Regions from separate parts of the Gossypium hirsutum genome. Here region 1 is linked to region 2. A link is a contact called in public Hi-C data. All regions are on one chromosome and are shown on one strand. Each heading gives the region's core, a stretch centred on a gene start, on an enhancer-like site or on the middle of the called end of the contact. The rest is flanking DNA. Distances are from core to core; before and after follow the strand shown.

Evidence for each region. Hi-C and Micro-C count contacts between places; a contact is called where the count stands out from the background.
Region 1: a contact with region 2 is called in a Hi-C map of leaf, with 4 times the contacts expected there. The contact joins two enhancer-like sites. A contact is called at or near these places in 12 of 34 Hi-C or Micro-C datasets (anther, cotyledon, fibers and 4 more).

Annotation. Positions count from the first base shown.
Region 1 is chrA01:23,267,296-23,272,244 of Gossypium_hirsutum_v2.1, forward strand. No RefSeq gene overlaps it. Among protein-coding and RNA genes, the nearest start is that of LOC107918002, 18 kb to the right of the region's middle. Within about 2 kb of position 2,351, at least 1 of the 9 cell types and tissues checked has an H3K27ac peak or open chromatin away from gene starts, as enhancers often do. A contact at or near this core is called in leaf, where this site is marked.
Region 2 is chrA01:23,151,916-23,156,723 of Gossypium_hirsutum_v2.1, forward strand. It overlaps the pseudogene LOC107918004. Among protein-coding and RNA genes, the nearest start is that of LOC107918013, 130 kb to the left of the region's middle. Within about 2 kb of position 1,941, at least 6 of the 9 cell types and tissues checked have an H3K27ac peak or open chromatin away from gene starts, as enhancers often do. A contact at or near this core is called in leaf, where this site is marked.

The DNA.
Region 1 (4,949 bases), core at 1,101-3,600, 120 kb after region 2:
AGCTGCCAGAATAAATGCGATTAACACCGAACAAAATACATCCTCCTCATATACAAATCCTACCCCAAATCAGATACAGAAAATCACATACAGATTTATCAGATTAAACATGCTCGACTTACTTTTATACAAATAACAGATATACCTATGGCAGTACAGTCAGGCATACATTTAGTATCCTACTCGGATCAGTCTATCAGAATATCATAACATTCAAAATAGGGTTTAAATAGCCCTTATTGACCCTACAATAGGCCTACGGTCGATTGGAACAACCCGTGCAACCGTAGGAAAAATTTCAGAATTTTGGGTCCACACGCCCATACTTGGCCTTACTCGTGTGGGCCCACACGCCTAACTTGGCCAAGCCAGTATGGCCCACACGGTAGTGTCTCGTACACGGCCATCCACACGGTCAGCCACTCGCCCGTGCGGTGTCAACAGAACAATTTTTTAGCTTTCGTCGAAACTCATTTTTCTGCGTTTCAGGAACACAACTGATTCGTTTTTGCTGCAAAACCACTCTTGAGACCACCACTACCTAAAATAGGATGTTCAACACCTTTTAGTAACAAAAAATAAGCCTAACACGATTCATCCAATTATGCAAAACCGACTTACAGCTTAAACAAAAATGACCACCGCCTCAAATCAAGCCGTCAAAAAGCAATTTCCTGCCTCACAATCTTCTCCTACACCACAGAATTCATCGAGTACTTCTACTTATCGGCTAATCATTAAGATTGACCACAATTCAAAGAAAACCTAAATGATAACAATCGCCCAACTACTTACCAAACTGATTAACGATTCCAAAAACCTTAGTCACAATCAGACGAACAAGAGAACAGCAGAAACCTAAAGAAGAGGAAAAAAAAGAAAGTGAGAGATAGGGGAAGAGAGAAAAAATGTTAGGGACAAAAATTTTGGGAAAAAGAATTAAAACTGGACAGAATCAGCAATCTGATAACCTCCTTAATTTTACACCATCAGACAATCGAGCAAAAATATATTATCCACGCTCACACAGAGATTCAAACTTAAGACCCCCCAACACACAAACTTCCTTACCACTTAAACCAGTAGGCTTATTCTGATATAAATTTACAAGCAATTTAATATAAGCCCACTGAATAAGGATAAGGCTTGGATCCAAAGATAACAAAGATTACCAAATGTGAGACTTGAACCCAAGACCTCTCACGCACACTCAAAACATTTAGCCACTGAAGCAGACAGATGCTTGTATAAAAATTTACAGAAACCGAAATAATAAAAAAATTTAGGGCATTACAATGTGGATATGCTTCCACATGTTAACTTCCAATTGGCTAAAATGGTAAATATTTTATGTGAAATTATAACTATTTTTAGAGTAAATAAAAGTATCACAAGTTATTTATTGTTAAAAAGTATAGTAGTAATAATTTTAAATATTAATTTAAAAATATAATTGAAACTAAAGAATATTGTCGTTAGTTCAAAAAAGTTTTTAAATTTGTGCTTTTACATATGTTACAGATTACAGAATAGAGTAAGATAACTCATTTCATTGTTTAAAATAAGTTTAAATGTCAAAAAAGTGATCGTAAAATAATTAAAAATTATTAATCTGTTAATAAAGAACTACAATCAATTGAGTTCCAAATCAAAAATTAGCAATCAGTTGAACACTTAGAATTTAGTTTCTGTCAAAGCCTTTGATAAACAGTTAAGGATGATGTGGTGGCTACCAGCCAACATGTGATATGGAAAAATGATTATGTGACAGTTGACATTGCTTTTAATATATAAAAAAAATCTAATGTGAAGATTTAATTAATTTTTGTAATTATTTAAGTCTAAAAATTATTAAAATATTATAAGAATTATTAAAAACTATAAAAATTAAAAAATTATAATTTTTGTATAATTTTAATATATTATGAAAAATAATAAAACATTATAAATATTAGAAATTGTAAAAAATTATAAAAAAATAGAAAATTTAAAAAAATAATTAAATTTATAATTATTATTAATATATTACGAAAAAACTATGCAAGAATCATAGAAATATTATAAAACTTTTAGAAATTATAGATAATTTATTAAAAATTTATAGAAAACTATGAAATAAGTTATAAAATTTATTAATATGATAAAAATATATTAAATTTAGTAAAATTATAAATATATTAAATATATGGTAAATTATTTAAAATTAAATAATAATTTTGTTATTTTGAAGGTTGGAGCCTTTGGTTTTGGTAATAAAAAAATAGGAAGCTTGATGTGTGATAGTGATGGGGATTGTGTGAGGTGCTGAGTGAGGGATTCTAGTAGTTTGGAAGTTTAAAGTGAGTGATGAGTAATAGTTTTAATTGATGAGAAGTGATGTGAGGGAAGTTGAGAAGGATAGGTTGGGGTATAATGTAGGGCAATGTGTGAAAGAAAACAAAAATGAGAATCAATTTGTTTATAAATTTTTTTTAAACTTATTAAAATATTATAGAATTATTAAAAAAATTGAAACTTATAGGAAAAATTATATAAATTATTAAAAAATTTAAAATTACTTCTCCTTTTATAAATTTTGTATTTTTAATAAATTATATTTCTTTTATCATTTTATTATTTTTATATAATTTCTTTTTATAATTTTTTAATAATTTTTCTACATTTTCTAAAAACTAATTAAGCCTTCGTAAAATAATTTAAAAAATTAATTAAGCCCCTGCATTAGCATTTTTCCATGTCAAACACCACAATAACCTCCACATCATTATTTTATCCACGTTAGCTGCCATTTCTACATTTAACAATTCGTTATGTGTTTCAACAAAAAAATATATATTTTAAGAGCTTAATTGATTGTTAACTTTCGATTAATGGCTTAATTGATTCTAAGAGAAGATTAAATTATTTCTTAATTATTTTGTGATTTTTTTTCCTTTAGGCCTTTAAAACAATATGAATAATATTTTATTATTAAATATGAATTCGAATAAGATTGAAACTTAGATTAACAAAATTTACTATTCAAGACTCGATTGAGATGAATCAAGACTCTTGAATAAGGGAGATTAAAGGTGTCAACGGATTAAGTTCATGTATGATATCAATATCATAGATAGTTGATCAAATCCAACCGTGATTAATATGAGTGTCAAATTTTGCACAAATCTATCTAAATTTATAAATGATTAATCTGAGTCCGTTTAAGCATGCACATATACATTATTTTTATTTAATAGTTAGTAATTATATATTTCTTGTATTACCATTATATAGTTTTTTTTAATATTTACATTATAATATAAAATTTTAATTTTCATATAATTAGAATAACATAATTCGTAAAAGAAAATAAAAATATAACATTTTATAATCTTAAATTAAAGTCTAAGCTGAACCCATTATTTTAACATTATAGATTATTATCTTATGATATTTGTTATTTTTGATACGATATAATTAGAATTACCCATAGTCCCTCCCCAATTCTTAAATAGGAGGATAATGCGCTTCAATGGAATCGAACCCATATCCTCCTACATTAATAATAATACCAATACCAATCGAATTAAAACTCAAACATTAAATTCAACAATTTTTAAACAAGATACTTTTGTTTAAACCCATATGGATGAATTTTCAAACTTCAACGAGCAAGTCCATCTTTGATGAGAACTTTGAAACCTCTAGTTTTCTTTAATCGGTTTAATCAGTTAGTTTAATTATATGCTGGCCATTTTTGTCTATAATATCCAAATCGGAGTACCGCTATAAATCTTATTCTTTAAATTATAAGTAGCAAAATATGTGAATGTATGTCCACAAAATCATTATCAAAATTTGATACCATAAAATAGCGATTATATTTATTCTTAAAATGTTGGAACAATTACAAACAAGAATTATTAATATGTTAGTTATATTACATGAAAAGAATTCAAATTCAAATTTAAGAGATAATATATTAAAAGAGATAATTATAAAAATTAATTTTTATGTATTATAAAATATATACATAAAAATACCTTAATTATAAAATAAAATATTTTGGCCATTTTACTCAAAAAGGCCCTTTTCAAAATTTAATTACAGAAATGAGTCAATTTTTTTATTATTTACCGAAAAAAGTCAAATTTTGCAAAAACACATCCACGTCAGCGCGATTTCAGGGGATATGCCAGCAAAATGCTTCCCTAGGGGAGCGTTTTTGCCATGTTAGCAAAACTCGCACCCTCATGGACGTGCTTTGCTGATGTGGCAAAAACGCTCCCCCAAGGACGCGTTTTAGCCCGAGTTTAAATTTTCAAAAAAGGTCATTTTTAAATATTATAAAAATAGACCAATTTTTTTTAAAAATTTATAAGAATAGACCTTAAAAAAGGCTTAAAGTGACAACACCATTTTTTTTAAGGTTTCACCAATTAATATGGAAATAAAACTTACAAGCAAATCTTTATATAGACTGAAAGTCCCATTTCTGTTGTTTTCTTAAGCAATGTGAGATATGAGATATGTGTATATATAGACTCATGAATAAGTTTGCAGCTTGTTCCTAAACAATGTGGGATTCCTTCCTCTTTTAACTAACAACATGGACTAAATGCCACACTATATTTTATAATATTTTTACAAAACAATTTCTATTTTTTATATTTTGTTAACATTTTCTCATATTATAAAATTATCCAACATAGCCTCAATCTTTCGAGGATCAACACAAATCACCTCAGTGGAAACCACGTGCCCCAGAAAAGTTACTTCACCCAACCAAAACTCACACTTGCTTAGCTTATCGTAAAGCTACTTCTCACGCAGAATCTGAAGCGCTACTCTAAGATGCTCATCATGCTCATCCTCAGTCTTAGAGTAAACCAAAATGTCGTTGATGAAGACTACGACGAACTAATCCAAATAGGGCTGAAACACTCGGTTTATCAAATCCATGAATGTGG
Region 2 (4,808 bases), core at 691-3,190:
GCTGCAAAGGCTTTAGAAGAGGCTATTTTCATGAAACCAGATTATGCTGATGCACATTGTGATTTGGGATCAGCTTTGCATGCTCTGGGTGAAGATGAGAGGGCAATTGAGGTTTTCCAGAAAGCTATTGACTTGAAACCTGGTCATGTTGATGCTTTATACAATCTAGGTGGGCTTTATATGGACTTGGGTAGGTTCCAGAGAGCTTCTGAAATGTACACTAGGGTTTTAGCGGTGTGGCCGAATCATTGGCGGGCACAGCTCAATAAGGCTGTTTCTTTGTTGGGAGCTGGAGAAACTGAAGAAGCTAAGAAAGCTTTGAAGGAGGCTTTGAAAATGACAAACAGGGTTGAATTACACGATGCCATTTACCATTTGAAACAGCTGCAGAAGAAGAAGGTAAAGAGTAAAGGTGGTGCCAATGGAGAAGGGGCTTTTGTAATAGTGGAGCCATCAAAATTCAAGACTGTTGGTGAGAAGACTACATTGAGGCAGGATTTAGGAAGTGCTATTCAAATTAGGGCTTTCCAGAGAATTACAAGATTGAGCCGTTGCAATGTAGATCTTTTGAAGAAGGAAATGAATGAAATTGATGTACCAGTCTCCTACTCTGGTGGCGGAGGTCCTCAGAAATCCATTCGTAAGCCTAATTTGGAAGGAATTCTACGCAGATTACTTCGTTTTCTAAAACCTGAAACCTTTCAAGGAGCTGTCAAAGCTATAAACGAGAGTATCCTCTCTGTCTTGGATGAAACAGGATCAGGCAGGGTGGACTTGGGCATTTTTTATGCTGTTCTTGCTCCCATTTGTAATGGACCTCCAAATAAACGAAAAAGGATTGCCTTTGATGCACTCTTATGGCGGCCAGTAAATGAGGGTAGTTCTCAGATTAGAAAGGTGGATGCTGTACAGTACATCAAATTGTTGAGGGCTATTTATGTTCCTTCTCATGGAATTAGTGAAATCCTGGAAGTTCATGGAGAAACAGATTCCTCAATGGTATCTTTCAATGAATTTCTTACCATGTTCGATGATCCTGATTGGGGATTTGGTATCATGTCCACTCTGTTGAAGTTAGAAAATGGAGATAGGAACCGTCATGGGCGCCGGGTTTGTGCAGTTTGCCGTTACCCAGTTATTGGTTCTCGCTTTAGGGAAGTGAAGTCTCATTTTAGTCTATGTAATCAATGCTACAGTGAGGGCAAAGTTCCCCCTAGCTTTAAACAGGATGAATATAAATTCAAAGAGTATGGAAGTGAAGCTGAAGCGATGAAAGATAAGTGCATGTACTTTACTTTGCAATCCTACAAATCTCCGTTACTAGTTGGTTTATAGTCATTTTACTCAGCATGTACCATTCCATTGTGTTATTTTAGTCATCTAGTGTGCATTGTGCAATATATAGTTTCATCCAAATGTGTTCAGTGGGCATCTTGCTCATGTACAATAAACCGTTTTCAAGCGCCCGGATTCTTAACAGTTGCTGTAGAGATCATTTTTTAACTGTTCAATGTATCATCATCTTCTGCTTTGTTTATGGTAATGTTGAATTTGTTTGGAGATATTCATTGTTAAATGAAGAAAGATGTTAGCTTATTCTTTGGGGTTGGGGGTGTTCTAAGAGTTTGATTCGTGTTCGTAGGCATACCATGGGATTTCAATATCTTGGTTTGTTTTACTTGGTCTGCTTAGTGACCAGGATAGTGGGGAGTCTCCAGGTTGTGAAAGTTGGGACCATGTGACTTGGCACCATCATTAGCTGGGACTTGCTGGATTACAGGTAACATGGTTGGTTGACTGACTTTATCTAAATTTACCCCAAATTTCCTCCCTTCCATTTCAATTAATCTTTGATCAGGGATCTGGAAATGATCAATCAAATACTGAGTGGGTCTTAATTGGATGGATAATGAGGTGAAATACTGAGGTCTGTATGACTGAATACGAGGTCAAACCAACCACGAAAATAATAATAGCCTTTTTGTTTGTTTCAGTCTGGGCATCCAAATGCATAATTCCAAAAACTGAATGCTTGGTTCCAGCTTTTTATCATGACGATCTCCACTAAGGAAATTTGTCACAAAGCACACAGATGGAAAGCCTTTGTACATTAAAACAGTCACATTGCACACATCAATAAGACAAAGTCATTAATATTTTATTTATTTCTATCCAAAACGTGTCTCAATGATCTCTTATAAAGCATATAACATGATTATATGAATAATTCTAAAATTTAATTATCAATATATCAAATTTTTTTATATGAACTAGAATTCATCGCACTTTGTGGATTAAAAAATATTTTTTAAAATAAGTTATATTTTTTTTAAAAAAATAAAGTAATAGTTTTTAAGTAAATAATTATTTTTAATACTATAATTTATTAAGATTCAAAAGGTTTAAATTTATCTATGCACATTCACGTTCAAAATATATAATTTAGAAAAAAAAAGAAGAAGAAGGAAGTTACGAAGAGTGAATAGCGTTTCAAATCAAAATTTAAAATTAAAGTATATAAAAATACCTTATTAAATTATTATTTAGGGGTTAATATATATAGTTGGACTTGAATTTGGCAATTAATTTTTGGTATCTAAATTTTTAGACTTAATTGGTATCTACATTTGAAAATTATAAATTAACTTGATACTTTTTTTTAGGTACATGATTAACACTATTAAAATATAATCACTCACCACCAATGTCATGGTGACATGTGGTAGTCTCGTATTTAAATATATATTTTTAATTTTTGCCACATGTCAAAATATGATATTGTCATATGGCATATGCTATTGGTAGTTAATGTCATATTTTAATGCTGTTCGTTAGGTACCTAAAAAATGTATCAAGTTAGTTTACGATTTTCAAGTTTAGATATCAAGTAAGTATAAGTTGCCAATTCAGGTACCTCCGAATATATTAATCCTATTATTTAAGGTAAATTATACTAGTAATCACTCAATTATTAGTCTTTTTTTTGTCACCTAACTATGAAAAGTTAAAAAATGATCACCCAACTTTTCGATTTTTTTTCTTTTTTAGTCACCAATCGTTAAATGGCTAATAAAAGTTAATGCAGTAGCTTTAGAAAATTGATATAATAATAACTTTAACTCTCAACATTTATCCACTGTGTCAATTTAATCTTAATTCTAAAAAATCAAACTCTCAATGTTTACACATGTAATTTGATCATTTTGTAGTTTTGCTTTTCTTTGTGACCCTTTTCGACATTATCCTTGCGTTTGATTCAATGAGCAACAAGAAACAAAACAACTCAAATTTTGAAAAAAAGGTGAAGCTAATTCAATTGCTTGAAAAAAAAATACCTGCTTCACTTATTCAATCCAATTGTAAGTCTAACAACTTTAAGAGAATAATTTTTTTAAGCTTTGATTTGCTTCATTAATGGCAGTCAACTCAAGCTAACAAAAAATAAATTAATTCATTGAGAGATATCAAGTTCTTAGTCATTTGAAGTATAAGGAAAGCAATGTATTTGAGGATTGTCTAGTTTAATAATAGATGAAGTTTTTCTAAAAAAATATTTTTGCTTTTATTTCTAGTTTACTCATTGTGTATTAAATTATATTTTCATGTAAAATATAGGATACAATTAAGAAATGTGTAAATATTGAGGGCTAAATTTTTAAAAATTAAGTAAATGTTGAAGGCTAAATTTGTTATTATGCCCATTTTAAAAATTGCCATGTCATCTTTCCATTACCAATTTAACAATGGATGGCTAAAAAAAGAAAAAGAAAATCAAATAATTGGATAACCATTTTGTAACTTTTCATAATTAGATGACTATTAATGTAATTTATCCTAAAATTTGGAAAATAAGGCCTTTAGGCTGTATTATTATTTTTATTTAGGCCTTTAGGTTGATTTTTATTTTAATTAGGGAAATAGGCCGGTTTTAGGAGAGAGAATGTGAAAGCGCGCCCAACTAGACGCCCTTTCCCACAACAGTAACTTTAATGACTTTTTAACTGTTGTTTGTGCCAAATGGTAAAAAAAATTAAAAATCATAACGGTTACTTTTTTAACCCTATAAATACCCCCTAAATTTCATTTTTTTTTCATTCATATCCTTCTTTTAAACTCTCTTAAGCTTTTTATTCAAATTTTATTTATATTTTTATTTAAAAATAATATATTTTTAATTATATCGTATTTTATTCGTTCGGATCAATTTCTCAAGAATGGACGCCTCTCTAATCCGTTTCGATGACAACCATATTTCTGCTGCCCAAATAGCAACAGTAATTGGTTATTTTTATATTTTCGTTATTTTTAATTATGTTAATTTTTTTCGATAAATCTAAATATTTTTTTAATGTTGTAAATAGGCGGACGATCGTGTGCTAGAGGCATTCATACATACTACAAGGGAGCCTTTGATTACTGAAATTCATGGGTACCTACAATAGGCTGGATTCTTATGTGCGTCTCACAGGCAAGAGGGCTACAAACTCGATCCCATATTAATCAGCCTGTTGGTGGAAAGATGGAGGCTTGAAACACACACTTTCCACCTTCTATGCGGCGAGTGCAGAATCACACTCGAGGACGTAGCATTACAGCTTGGTCTGCCGGTGGAAGGGCTAGTCATCATAGGGTCAGTGGTGGTTTCGGGGAAAGTGGACCTCTGCACGACAATGTTGGGGAAGGTCTCAAATAGGTTCGAAGATGGTTGAATATCAACCAACTAGTTGGAGAAAAATTTCAATAAACTTTCCGAGGATGCAATGGAGGTGGTCATACAGCAATACGCCTGAGCATTCATCATGAGGTTA